2 separate regions of the Anas platyrhynchos genome follow, and region 2 is linked to region 1. The links are chromatin contacts, called in public Hi-C maps. All regions are on one chromosome and are shown on one strand. Each heading gives the region's core, a stretch centred on a gene start, on an enhancer-like site or on the middle of the called end of the contact. The rest is flanking DNA. Distances are from core to core; before and after follow the strand shown.

The links. Hi-C and Micro-C count contacts between places; a contact is called where the count stands out from the background.
Region 2: a Hi-C map of F1 follicle shows a contact between it and region 1, with 4 times the contacts expected there. The contact joins the enhancer-like site here to the promoter of SLC9A7 in region 1. A contact is called at or near these places in 5 of 8 Hi-C or Micro-C datasets (F1 follicle, F5 follicle, liver and 2 more).

The regions. Positions count from the first base shown.
Region 1 is chr1:137,507,377-137,513,177 of IASCAAS_PekinDuck_T2T, forward strand. SLC9A7 (solute carrier family 9 member A7) reads left to right here and starts at 3,296. Exons shown (of 17, transcript XM_027454186.3): 1 at 3,296-3,692. The coding sequence starts at 3,407.
Region 2 is chr1:137,541,846-137,547,610 of IASCAAS_PekinDuck_T2T, forward strand. It overlaps SLC9A7 (solute carrier family 9 member A7), which reads left to right. Exons shown (of 17, transcript XM_027454186.3): 6 at 985-1,090; 7 at 1,379-1,520; 8 at 4,637-4,742; 9 at 5,103-5,191; 10 at 5,328-5,441. Among named protein-coding and RNA genes, the nearest start is that of SLC9A7, 34 kb to the left of the region's middle. Within about 2 kb of position 3,301, at least 1 of the 8 cell types and tissues checked has an H3K27ac peak or open chromatin away from gene starts, as enhancers often do.

The DNA.
Region 1 (5,801 bases), core at 2,046-4,545:
TTGGCAACAAGGCACATTTTCTGGGATCCCAAGGTGTAGGGATGTTTTAATGCTGACACAGGTGGGCAGCCCACAAGGCAATCCGGCCACTGTCAGAAGCTGGCAATAGGCTCAGGATGGGTTGCCATTTTGAAAGCATGGCGATGGGAGGTTTAAACTTAGGTGGGAAGAAAGGAGAAAGAAAGGAAGGTGATAAGGACTGTGCTAGCTGCTGCAAGGTTATTCTGAATACTAATCAACTTGCTGCTGTGTTCTGGATTAATGTGGTAGAAAATTTGAGCATGCAAGGGAAGTTGTACAAAGACACCACATATTGAGATAAGGATTAGTTTGATTTTGCAGTTTGTTGTAAGCATAAGCAATTGTGAGGCATTTCTCTCTCAGAATCAGTCCAATAAGGGCATGTTAGATCAGTGAAAATCTCAAAATGCTGTTTTCAGCAACACAAAGAGCTACTGAAAGCAGAGCTGAACACAAAAAAAGGTCTGGACAGAGGGTAGAAGCTCTTAGGTGTTACTGATGAGCAGCGAACAATGCTAACACCAAGAGCTCAGAGACAGAGCGAGGCGTGAAAATAACACTTGGCATTTGTCTAACATAACATTATTCAGTTCTGGGAATAAGAATAAACAAGAAGTGTGTGTCGTTTCACATGGTAACAATGGCTTACAGAACAAAGGAAATTATAAAACTGCTGAATGGACAACTTGACAGTGCTTCTGGCAACATGAACTTGTCAATGAGAGAAGACTGGCTGGCAAAAGGAATGGAGCAGGCTGATCCGTATCAATCCTGTGAGTCACTGTGACTGTGTGTAAATGCACCTGTTTATTAGCATTTAATACCAAAAATCCTCCTGCATCCCTTCAGCTATGGCTGAACTCAGTAGAATGATTAGATTTTGTCCACTGCCATCTCATAGCTTTTGTGTTATGACCTTGATGCCTCTGTTGTGATCCCACCTGGCCATCACCTCGCACGTCATTGTTTCTGCCTCGAGCGGGGCCTCTCAGACAGCAATCAAATCTAAGGCCTCTGCATGGAACCAGATAAAAATATGGCAAGTGGGAAGAAAGCAGGGATAGAACAAAGATAGTTTTGCTAAGTGAATAGGTTACAATGTATGTGGTGGCCTTGAAACAGAGGTAACATCCAGGTGCCACTTACAGAGAATGCAAAGGTTTAGTGCAGAATGGCATGGGAAGGCAGGTGGAGACGTGCCAAAAAGTCTGGAGCACAGCTGCAACCGCAGGATTACTGTGGTGATGAAGCTTACCTAGAGGTGATGTTGCTGATGTTCCTAATGGACTAAAACCACCACAGCAGTCCACTAGAGACATTGCTGTAGGGAACTGAGGTGTATGAACACAGCTCTCACAGAAGGATGCTGTAAATCCTGGTTCACAGTGCTACGTAGACAAGCTAAGGCTGATACCTTTATTTTATTTGATGCTATACTCACCAGATGATCCTGTTTAAATCTGATGAACTATTCAGGCACCCTCATACCAATCCATGAGTGTAAGAACAACAGACTTTGGTCTGTAGGAGCCACATATACCACATGTGGGAATATGTGCATCAAATTTCCTGGCAACAACCTATTAGACAATGCACAGAATGGAGGAGACCTTAATTATATCGCTATTAAAAGTTGACTGAACTCCTAAACAGACAGAAACAATCATATTCTTGTCACTGATTTGTGTATGTGATTAGTCACATCCCCATTGTCCAACACAAGGATGAGTTTTACCGGATTTTATGCACAACAGTGGCAAAAATAAATTTTATGTGCAATAAAAATATTTTGAGACGGTGCCCACTGAGGTGCTGATTTTAGTGGAGGTGTCCCTAGGATGAGGGGATACCTGGGCAGAGGCTACAAGGGCAATGCAGCAGTCAAAACACATAAATTTGAGTGTGGAGATTTAAAAGTTGTGCTTATGGTAGTACTGATATGCCAAACTATGGATAATGTTTTCCTCCACAAACAATAGTACAGCTGAAAGAAAAAAAAAAAAAAAGAAAAAAAAAAAAAGAGTAAGACCAGGCTATTACACTTCATCATTGAAAGAATTGCCTTGATATTACTCGCTGTTGCCTGGAGAGCAGGAGGCATAATGCATCTGACCTGCAGGAATGCTGGAAGATAAAATACAAATTACTGATGGAAGATTTTGCAGAATGCAATTTAAGATGCTGACTGCAGCTCATCTACGAGGTAGATGAGGTAGATAAAGTATAGATGTAAATTGCTTTCTTAAGACCCACTGTACACTTAGGGACTGACTTTACTTGGCACAGCACAGTGCACAGCAAAGAACAAAACAGAAGAGAGCCAAAAAGGTTGGATGTGGTGCTTAGGGACATGATTTAGTGGGTGATATCGGTGGCAGGAGGACGGTTGGACCAGATGATCTTGGAGGGCTTTTCCAACCTTAGTGATTTTGTTACTATAGTCGTATAGCTTTTTATTTTTCATTTTACATTATTTATTTATTTTTTATTTTACAACTTTATCAGCATTACACATACCTAGCACTGTATTGCACACCTGTAGGCTGCTGTGAGGCCTATAGGTTTTTAAGTCCTGAAGATTTGGAGGTACAAAGCTATCTTTGTAAAAGAAACACTAATCTGAATGTGAGATTTAACATGAGACAGTCTGAAGGCAGCAATTTTTAATGGTTCACGTAGGTTTAAGAGCCAGGTCTTTAAGGCAAATGAGCATTTTTCATCTCCTCGAGGAACACTTTCACTGCCGTACAATCCAACCTTTACAGATAACTGTACCAGATTTCGAGGGCTGCTGAGGAGCTTGTATAAATAGCATGTTTAAAGGGACTATGTGTAAATAGAAACGTGAATTTACATAGTTACCATCTTGAAAAGTTTCTAGAAGGGACTCTTATGAATGAATGTGGTAAGAGGCAATCCCGAGTCCACTAGCAGGGAAGTTTGGGACAGACTCCTGAAACCCCCACAGAAAGAGCTGTGCACTAATATTGAGGCAGAGGGCAGCACTGACCCTGGGGCACCTGCTGTACAAACAGCTGGACGTCTCCACAGCCTTTTTTGCTGCCTTTCCCCCCGAGCAGCGAGCCCAGCCCCTGCAGGCGCAGCGAGCCGCGCCGCCCCATTTCCCCCCTCCTTTCCAGGCACGGTCAGCCCCTGCCTCTCGTCACAGCACCGAGTCGGGGCAGAAAGTTGAGATTTTGGCCCCACCGGCCCCAGCCTTCCCCCCACGGCCCTCGCTGCCCGCCCCTGCGGCCCAGGAGCCGCCCCGGCTCCGCCCCGCGGCCGCCGCCTGTCAGGGGCCGGGGGCCGGCGCCTCGCTCAGTGCCGGGGCCGGGGCCGGGGCTGGGGCCGCCTCCCCCGGCTCGGGGCCCGGGCAGCCGCGGCCATGTCGCTGCCGCCGCTCTTCCTCCTCCTCCTCTTCCTCCTGCTGGGGGCCGGCGGGCTGCGGGCGGCCGAGCCCGGCGCTGCTGCTGCTGCTGCTGGTGGTGGTGGTAGCAGCAGCGCCATGGAGGAGCTCGCCACCGAGCAGGAGGCGGAGGAGAGCCACCGGCAGGACAGCGTGAGCCTGCTCACCTTCATCCTGCTGCTCACCCTCACCATCCTCACCATCTGGCTCTTCAAGCACCGCCGTGTCCGCTTCCTCCACGAGACCGGCCTGGCCATGATCTACGGTGAGCTGAGCTGGGCTGGGCTGGGCTTGGGGGGCTGCTGGTAGCAGGGTGCGGGTCCTGCTTGCTGCTACCAGCTCATCACAGAGAAAGCAGGTAGCCTACAGAGCTCCCCCAGCTCGTCTTGAACCCAGTCTGCTCAAGGAGTGCAGTGCTGGGGTGGCTTTGTCTGCTCCTGCTCCCAGGGAGCGCCAGGAAAGTGGCAGTGAGTGCCTGCACAGAGCCTGTGTGTGTCCTCTGTGTGTGTGAAACCCCGAGCTGTTTCCAGGAGCCACTGGTGCAGGGAGCTGCAGGTGAGCCCCTGCTGGGGCGTAGCGCCCTGCTGCGAACTTATGCAATTGGGATTCGTACTACAGGGGACATGGCAGTCCCGAGGAGAAGCAGTCACCCATTTGGAAACTGATTTGTCCTGCCCTAGCGCTGTGGGCCTTTCTGATTTCTTAGTTGGCGTTCCCGCTGAGCAGTGCGAAACACCTGCCTGCCGTGGGTTGGGATGCCACGGGTGAGAAATGCAGCACGCCGGGGGGCGAGCAGGGAAGGGGGTCCTCCCCGCCGAGTACTCCTGCTCTCAGGATGGACGTGGTTGCTTGCCAGGCAGTGGAATTTTCCTCTGCTGAAGCATCTCTCAAACCACCCCGCTTTGCTCTTAGTCACTGATATCTTTGCTGCATTGCTGTGTATTTCACGTATGCTCCTTGTTGAAAACCGGCAAATTAAAGACGGGGCATATAAGTAAATTATGCACGAGTATCGTAATCCTTAACATATCGTAATCCTTAACAGTTGAATAGTGCCCGGGAGGTGGTAGATTAACTGTACGAATGCTGATTGGAAGTGACAGAGTAAGGTTGCATTGAGGACGTTATTTAAATATCACCCTGGTGCTGTCACCTTCAGAAACTGCTTTAAGACCATTACAGAGCTCTGGGTGGTTGGCTGTGTGGTAGAAATTCTGCGTACACGGGCGTGCTGATGTGTGCAATACGAATAATAGGGCATCAAGGGCATTTGCATTTTGATGAGCTGTGGTGGCAACAAGAAATTGTTCACCCACAGAGCTTCTGCCTCTCGTTAAACTCAAATTAGTTTATGATAGCTCGCAGTTGCTGATCCATGAAATGGGCGCTAGATTCCTGATTTGATGTACAAATGGTGAAATTGTGTGGTGGAAAAAGTGCCATGCTATGTATGGCCCTTTCTGCACCATAGGCAACACCGCCGAAATAATGATTGGCTCGAGCTGCCGCATGTTCTTGGCACTCCCTCACCTAAATCTTTTTGTTTTCATAGACGGTGAATATCTTGGGGAAACATCCCAATGAACCCCTCTGGTATCTCAAAACACACACTTTCCTACCTCCCAAGCAAAATGACTCTTGCCATGTCACAGCAAATGTCTGAGGAAACATACTCAGCAAGTGCAGTTCTGTTTTACGCTGTTAGCCTTCGGTGCCTGTGAAGCTCCGCTGAGGCCTGGCTTCGTTTAAATGTTTTGTAGACTTCCTTTAGAGCAAAGAAAAAAAACCATAGTAAGTATCATAGTAACTGTCTGCTGCACTTCTGATAACCAAGCTTTATTCTTCACATGGGAGTGTTTTCCTCTTCTTTCTGTTATTTAACAGACAGTGGTTAGGCTGAGAAACGTTTATGCTTTGCTGATAACTTGGGATCTGAGAAATGCACGCATCTCAAACTGGATGTTTAAGACACATTTAATGTTTGACACAAAATCGTGTGGCGATATTCTAACTGAAATTTGTAGTCCAAAAACCAGAAGCACCTGGCATGAAGCAGTTCTGATTATGATAACAGGTGTCTAGGTGCTCTCGAAGATGTATTGATCAGCATGGTATTGAGGTAGGTAACTTTCACAGGGTTTTAAGCTCCAGTCGACAGCTCCTGTACCGTTTTGCATTCCATTTCTTTAACAGCGGCTTTTAGCGGTGAGTAAAAGGCTTTCAAGTACAGGAGAAAAGTAGGCTGGCAGTTAAATGCCGATTACTTTTTATCGTGGAGACAATGACCCAGAAAAACTGGTCTTGTTGCACCTAAAAGCCCTCTGAAATGGTTGGTTTCAGTGACTGAATCTTGGGGTGATTGCAGTAGATGAAA
Region 2 (5,765 bases), core at 2,051-4,550, 34 kb after region 1:
TGTTGCTTGGGACAAAGGATATTTTAAGGGCTGAATTTGAGTAGGTTTTGTGTTTTTTTCTCATTCCAATGATGCTATACAAATTCAAGCAGAAGAATGCTCTTCTGCAGATTATCTTTTGGCAAAAAAATTTAGTCATTCCTTGGAAGTCCAGCATATTCACAAAGGTGTCCACGCTTGACAGGTGAGCCTGGAGAGCTGGTGTGCGTGAAGGGCTAGGGGAGGGAGTGTTGAAGTGTGAAGCCTGATGTTTAAAACAGATTGTGTGATGTCGCATGTGTTAGTTGGTGTAAAAATGGGAAGTAGCTCCTGTGATTGAGCTGAGCTCTGAACAGCTCGTGGTTGCACATGATTTTGGCCTTTATGCAAAAAAGAAGTACCATCTGATTTTTTTGAAGCTGATATATGGGAACATCTTCAGAATCATTCTCTCATGCCAGACTGAAGTGTTTGTGAAAACACTGATTGAAATGGGCAAGACTGCTAAATATGTCTAATCTTACACAATTTTACACTGCTGTGGCATAGTGCGTGCTTTGGGGAACACTTACAGCTATTAGCACTATGACTGAACTAATAAAGCCATGTCAACAAGCCATGCAGCCTTTAAAAGTAGCAAGGGCTGCAGAATGTTTTGCTGAAGGTGCTGAACGTGTTTAGGTGCTGAAGGTGTTTTTTTTTGTTGTTGTTGGTGGTGGTTTTTTTTTTTGGTAGAAGTTTCATTTGCACTGTGCCCTGTGATCATGGGGGACTTTGCAGACAGGACTGCAGAGCCCCCTTCCTAATCGAGCTGCCTTAAAACTGATGGTGAAGCTGCTTACCTGTAGATAAATGTGGCTGGTCTATTTCCCAGTTTCATTTTGAGCCTGTACTTCAATTTTGGGTTTTGTTGCTTAAGGCAAACTGGAAAGTCTACTATGTCACAACTCACAGTTTTTCTTGAAGTCAGCTAGTCTTTTCTTTTTTTTTTCCCTCTTTCTGTAGTTACCGTGCTAGCAATATTTAATGAGCTGCATGCTGATGTTGATCTCTATGCCCTTCTGTTTGGGGAGAGCGTGTTGAATGACGCTGTTGCCATTGTATTATCTTCGTAAGTAATTACCTGAAATTCTGTTCTGAAATTACTTAATCGTTTTAGGTATTTTTCTCAGAAAAAGCATTTATTTTAGATATGCTATTTTAAATTTAAGTGGATCATCTTGAGCTGAATTTGTAAATATTACAAGCATTTGCCAAGATATCTTATGCATAAGAAGCACCAGAAATAAAAGTTTGCCTTCAGGATGGGTTTGACTTTTCTGCTGTTCAGGTGATGCTGTTGGAGTAAAGCCTTCCTGATGCCACATCTAACTTGTCACTGTGTTAACTCTGTTCCTAGATCGATAGTTGCCTACCAGCCAACAGGTGAAAATACCCATGCTTTTGATGCAGCAGCATTTTTCAAGTCGGTTGGTGTTTTCCTGGGAATATTCAGTGGTTCTTTCATGATGGGAGCAGTGACAGGAGTAGTGACAGCTCTGATATCCTTTTTCATGTTTAGCTTTTCCAGATAAGATGCTACATTCATGTGCTAATGGAGCTCACCTATTTCCAGCAGTAGCAATGGTGACTCAAGCTGGTTTTAATCTGATTGTGAAGACGTGACCAGCATTCGTGTGACCTCTGCCTATAGAAAGGCATATAGGTATCCACAGAAATCCCTTTTTTCTGGTGTAACTGTGGCCACGCCAGAAGTTTTAGTGATGTTGCTGCGTGCATTGCACTGCCAAAAGATTTAAAGCCAAGGGGGAGCCCTAAATAGACACGTCCTAATGTTCAGTTTCTTTTTAGGAATTATAAAAAAGTTTTTATTATATAGGCTTGAAAGACATCTCATAGGATAACTGGTGTTTTGCTCTTCTTCAGCAAAATCCTTAATAGCTATTTCTGACCCTAATGGGTTCTTTCTGAGTTCTGCATTTAACCTTTCTGCTGGAAATCTTGTATCATGCGGCTTGGATAAGAGTATCTCTACCAGAGTTAACATCATAACATTACGTGCTTTGCTTGACCTGTCCTGCTCTCTTGAAGCTTTGTCTGTTTGATGAGAGCTCTGAGGCACTCAGGGAGCAATCTGTGTGGGTTTTGCTTTAGGCTTGGGCAATAAATCTGAAGTCTGATCTGCACCAGAAATTGTGATGTTTCCCCAGGAAAGGGAAAAAAAAAAAATCAAACTCTGCTTTTGGGCTGGCTAGGATAATGATACTTTTACACATCCCAGCTTGCTGTGATCTGCCTAGACTTCTGAAAACTGGTAGAATGTGATATTTTTTACAATAATCATGAACCTGTGACTCTTGATCTTCACCAATAATGTCTGAACTGTATCTTGTTATATATACACTGCTCAGGTTTGCCTCTTTGTATCCTGCATAATGGAAACCCTTCAGATATGGGGGGAAGGTGTGCTGCGATGCTTTAACATTTGGTCTTCAAGCTCCGCTGTTCTGCAATCGATGTGACCCAGAATGATGATTCTTAGCCTGGCTTTTAAGCTACCAGCCATCTATAGCTCTAGCCGATCGAGTGCTGTTGCTGTGGTTTTTGGCTTTCTGGCTAGCTTCTAATTACAGCCTGGATACATTCGGATCCATTTTGTAAAATCATGGTCTAAAAGCAGCAGTTGGTTCTTGCTGTTTGTAATGCTTGTGTTCAGGACAGTGCTATAAAACTGTTCACAAGACAGCCTCCGGTTTAAAAATAAATACATAAAAATACATAAACTTTTGCTCTAATTATACCATTTAAACTATTTTTGGCGAAGGAATACTTAACATCTTGTAATACTCTACAAGCAAACTGTAAAAGCGCATTTTACTACTCTCAGCTAATTAGAGCCCATAACTTAAGCCGTGAGTGAAGTTAATAGGACCTGATTCCCAATGTTTTGTAGTGCTGCCACAGCTGTGGAGTACCTACAGCTGTACCTGTACCAGCAAAGGGGGTTCCTGTGGTCCTGCATTGTCCTTTGAAAGCAGGCAGAACACTTGGTTTGCAAATATGATACAGATAATATATGCTGACTTTTGGCCTTCTAAAATGTTTTAGTTTACTTACTTACAGCATAACAACCAGGGGAATAGAGTTTGATTCCCAAAGCTGCCAGAAGAGACTAGAAATGAGGCATCAGCTCCGATGAGGGCTCTCTCCTAGCTTCAGAAGGCCACCAAGAAGTAGTGGCATGGGTGGGGAGCAGGTAGCTGGGCTCAGCAGTGCTTTGTGCTAACCAGACTTCCCCTGAAATGCTGTCAGCTGTTTTGCTGCTGGTGTTAATCACTTGTGGCTTGCTGTGAACTCTGTATTCTGTGGTGAAGCCCGCAGGAGACTGCTTCCACTGGGTTTTCCAGGCCAACTGAGTGCTTCTTGCCAGAGTCACAAGGAGTGCTGAGCCCCACACCTCCCACAGCCTGTGAATTGCCTTGTGAAAGGGGTGCTCCTCCTTGCGTTTAACATCCCCATCACATATTGAACTGTGACTTCTCAAGCAGCTGGGTTGCCATTAGGTTTTGGTTGTGTAATGCTGCAGAGCCCTGGCTGCAGCTGTGCTGTGCATGAAGAGGAGCGGTGGGTGGTGGTGCAGCCTCTCTGTGTCTGTCAAGGTACTGGCTTCCTACACAGGGGCAGGGAGTGCTACCACCTTGTTGCTGTTTCAGGTGTCCTTACTGTTCTCGTGTTCTCCTTCTGCTTGGATTTCAGAGACGACTGCTGGTTGTCAGAACAAGGACTTCTCCACCACTCTTACTAGCACATGGTTTCTCTCTGTAACATGTTTGTGTGCTGCCAGAGTAGTGCTTGTAGGGTAAAAAGGTCCATAGACAGGTGAACAAACATTCTGTATTATGTAGAAAGCTATGTTTAAGACTACTGAAATCTGTCCCACTATTTCAGTAGCTATCTGAACTGTTAATTCACTGTGTGTTTGACATTATTCAAGTTTTGCTCTCATCTGGAAGATAAAACTTACTCCCATTGAAGGGCTGAGCTGCTGTGGTTGAGCTGGCTTGTCCTCTAAAGCACATTAACACAAGAAGCAATGCATTTTGTTGTAGGCAGGATATCTGCTTTGCCTCAAAAGTACACAAGTAGCCCAACTTGCTGAAAGACCTTTTCAACAAATCTGAGCAGAAAAATTCTGACAGATCTACTTCATCCTAGGATTCCTGTAGTCAAGAACAGCCCTGTAATGAAGCACTTCTGAATGTATTTTATGACTTATTTAAAGGTGACCTGTGTACATGTGTTTATTTAAAAATAAAATGAAAGAACAGTAAAAGGAACACCAAGTACACATGCCTTCCCTGCTGGTGCTTTGCAGGGAAACATGGTATTGAATAAGCTCTTAGTTCACGCAGGTGGAGCTGTAGTTATGCTGTGGATATGCAGCACAAATACCTAAAATTGATGGCTTGTAAGGGGAGACCTTGATTCTGAAGTTTGTCTGCATGTGATGGAATTGATGTTTTTCAGCAAAAAGTGTTTTGTTCTCAGAGTAGCATTGGTTGTTAGCATGTAATAGCTCTTTTCACAAATATTGGGTACAGAGAAGCCAAAGGACTGGTGAGTTTCTTATTCTTGATCCCTTAACAAATGACTCAACGTGACGAAGTTTACCAAGTTGCACTGCTTCCCCCTGCTGGAAACGGCTCTCTTCTTCTTGATGTCCTGGAGCACCTTCCTGCTAGCAGAAGCTTGTGGATTTACCGGTGAGTTGTGGCTTCGAGTACACTAAGAGAAGTCCTGTCTGTCTAAGCTACCATGTTTCCACTTTCTCATTTAAACCTTCCTATAAGGAACACGATTTTAGCAGTTATATATATATATATTTATTTCCTGCACAATACCACTGATGGAGCAACTCACTGTGCGGCAAAAGCTTTTAGGAACAGCTTGGATTTGTTTCCAATGCTTCTGCCCCCCTGTGCCTTGCCTAATCCTTGACTTGAAAATGAGTTTCATAAAATCCCAGGGTTAAGGATGTTGTTTAAGTTTAATAGAACTTGAAAAGGGAGAAGTCTTGTGTTTATGTAGGAAACACTGATACTTACCTGTAATTCTGTTCACAGGTGTGGTGGCTGTCCTGTTTTGTGGAATTACCCAGGCACATTATACATACAATAACTTGTCAGTCGAATCAAGAAGTCGCACCAAGCAGGCAAGATTCTTTTTCCTCTTGTACATTCTATTGCTCTAGAATTGTGTACTCTTTTTTTTTTTTTTCTTTCTTTCTTTTGAAAAGTGTCTTTATTGCTTGGCCTTTAATATGTTCTTGTCTGTGTTTTTCCCCTTAGCTATTTGAGGTATTGCACTTCCTGGCTGAGAACTTCATATTTTCTTATATGGGTTTGGCACTGTTTACTTTCCAGAAACACATATTCAGCCCAGTTTTCATCATTGGAGCCTTTGTATCCTTTTTCAGTTTGAGGCTTTGGTATTATCCTGTGTGCCTGAAGGCTGTTGGTGTCTGGCTTTACTAAATAAATGATGGTGGTTGACTTGGAGTTCTCCTGATGTCGTGCAGGAGCAAGAATTCTGAGAAAGGCTTTCATTAACCCTTACATCAAAGTCCTAAGGACTCTGTGCCACAAAGTTGTTGGCTTTGCACCTGAGCAAGTACTAAAAGTCGTGTAAATTCAAAATATGAATGAACTAATATGCTTTGGTGCATGTAGTCATAGCAGGTGTAGCCAATGCTTTTAACATTGGATTTGGAAACTTCTTTCCTAGCT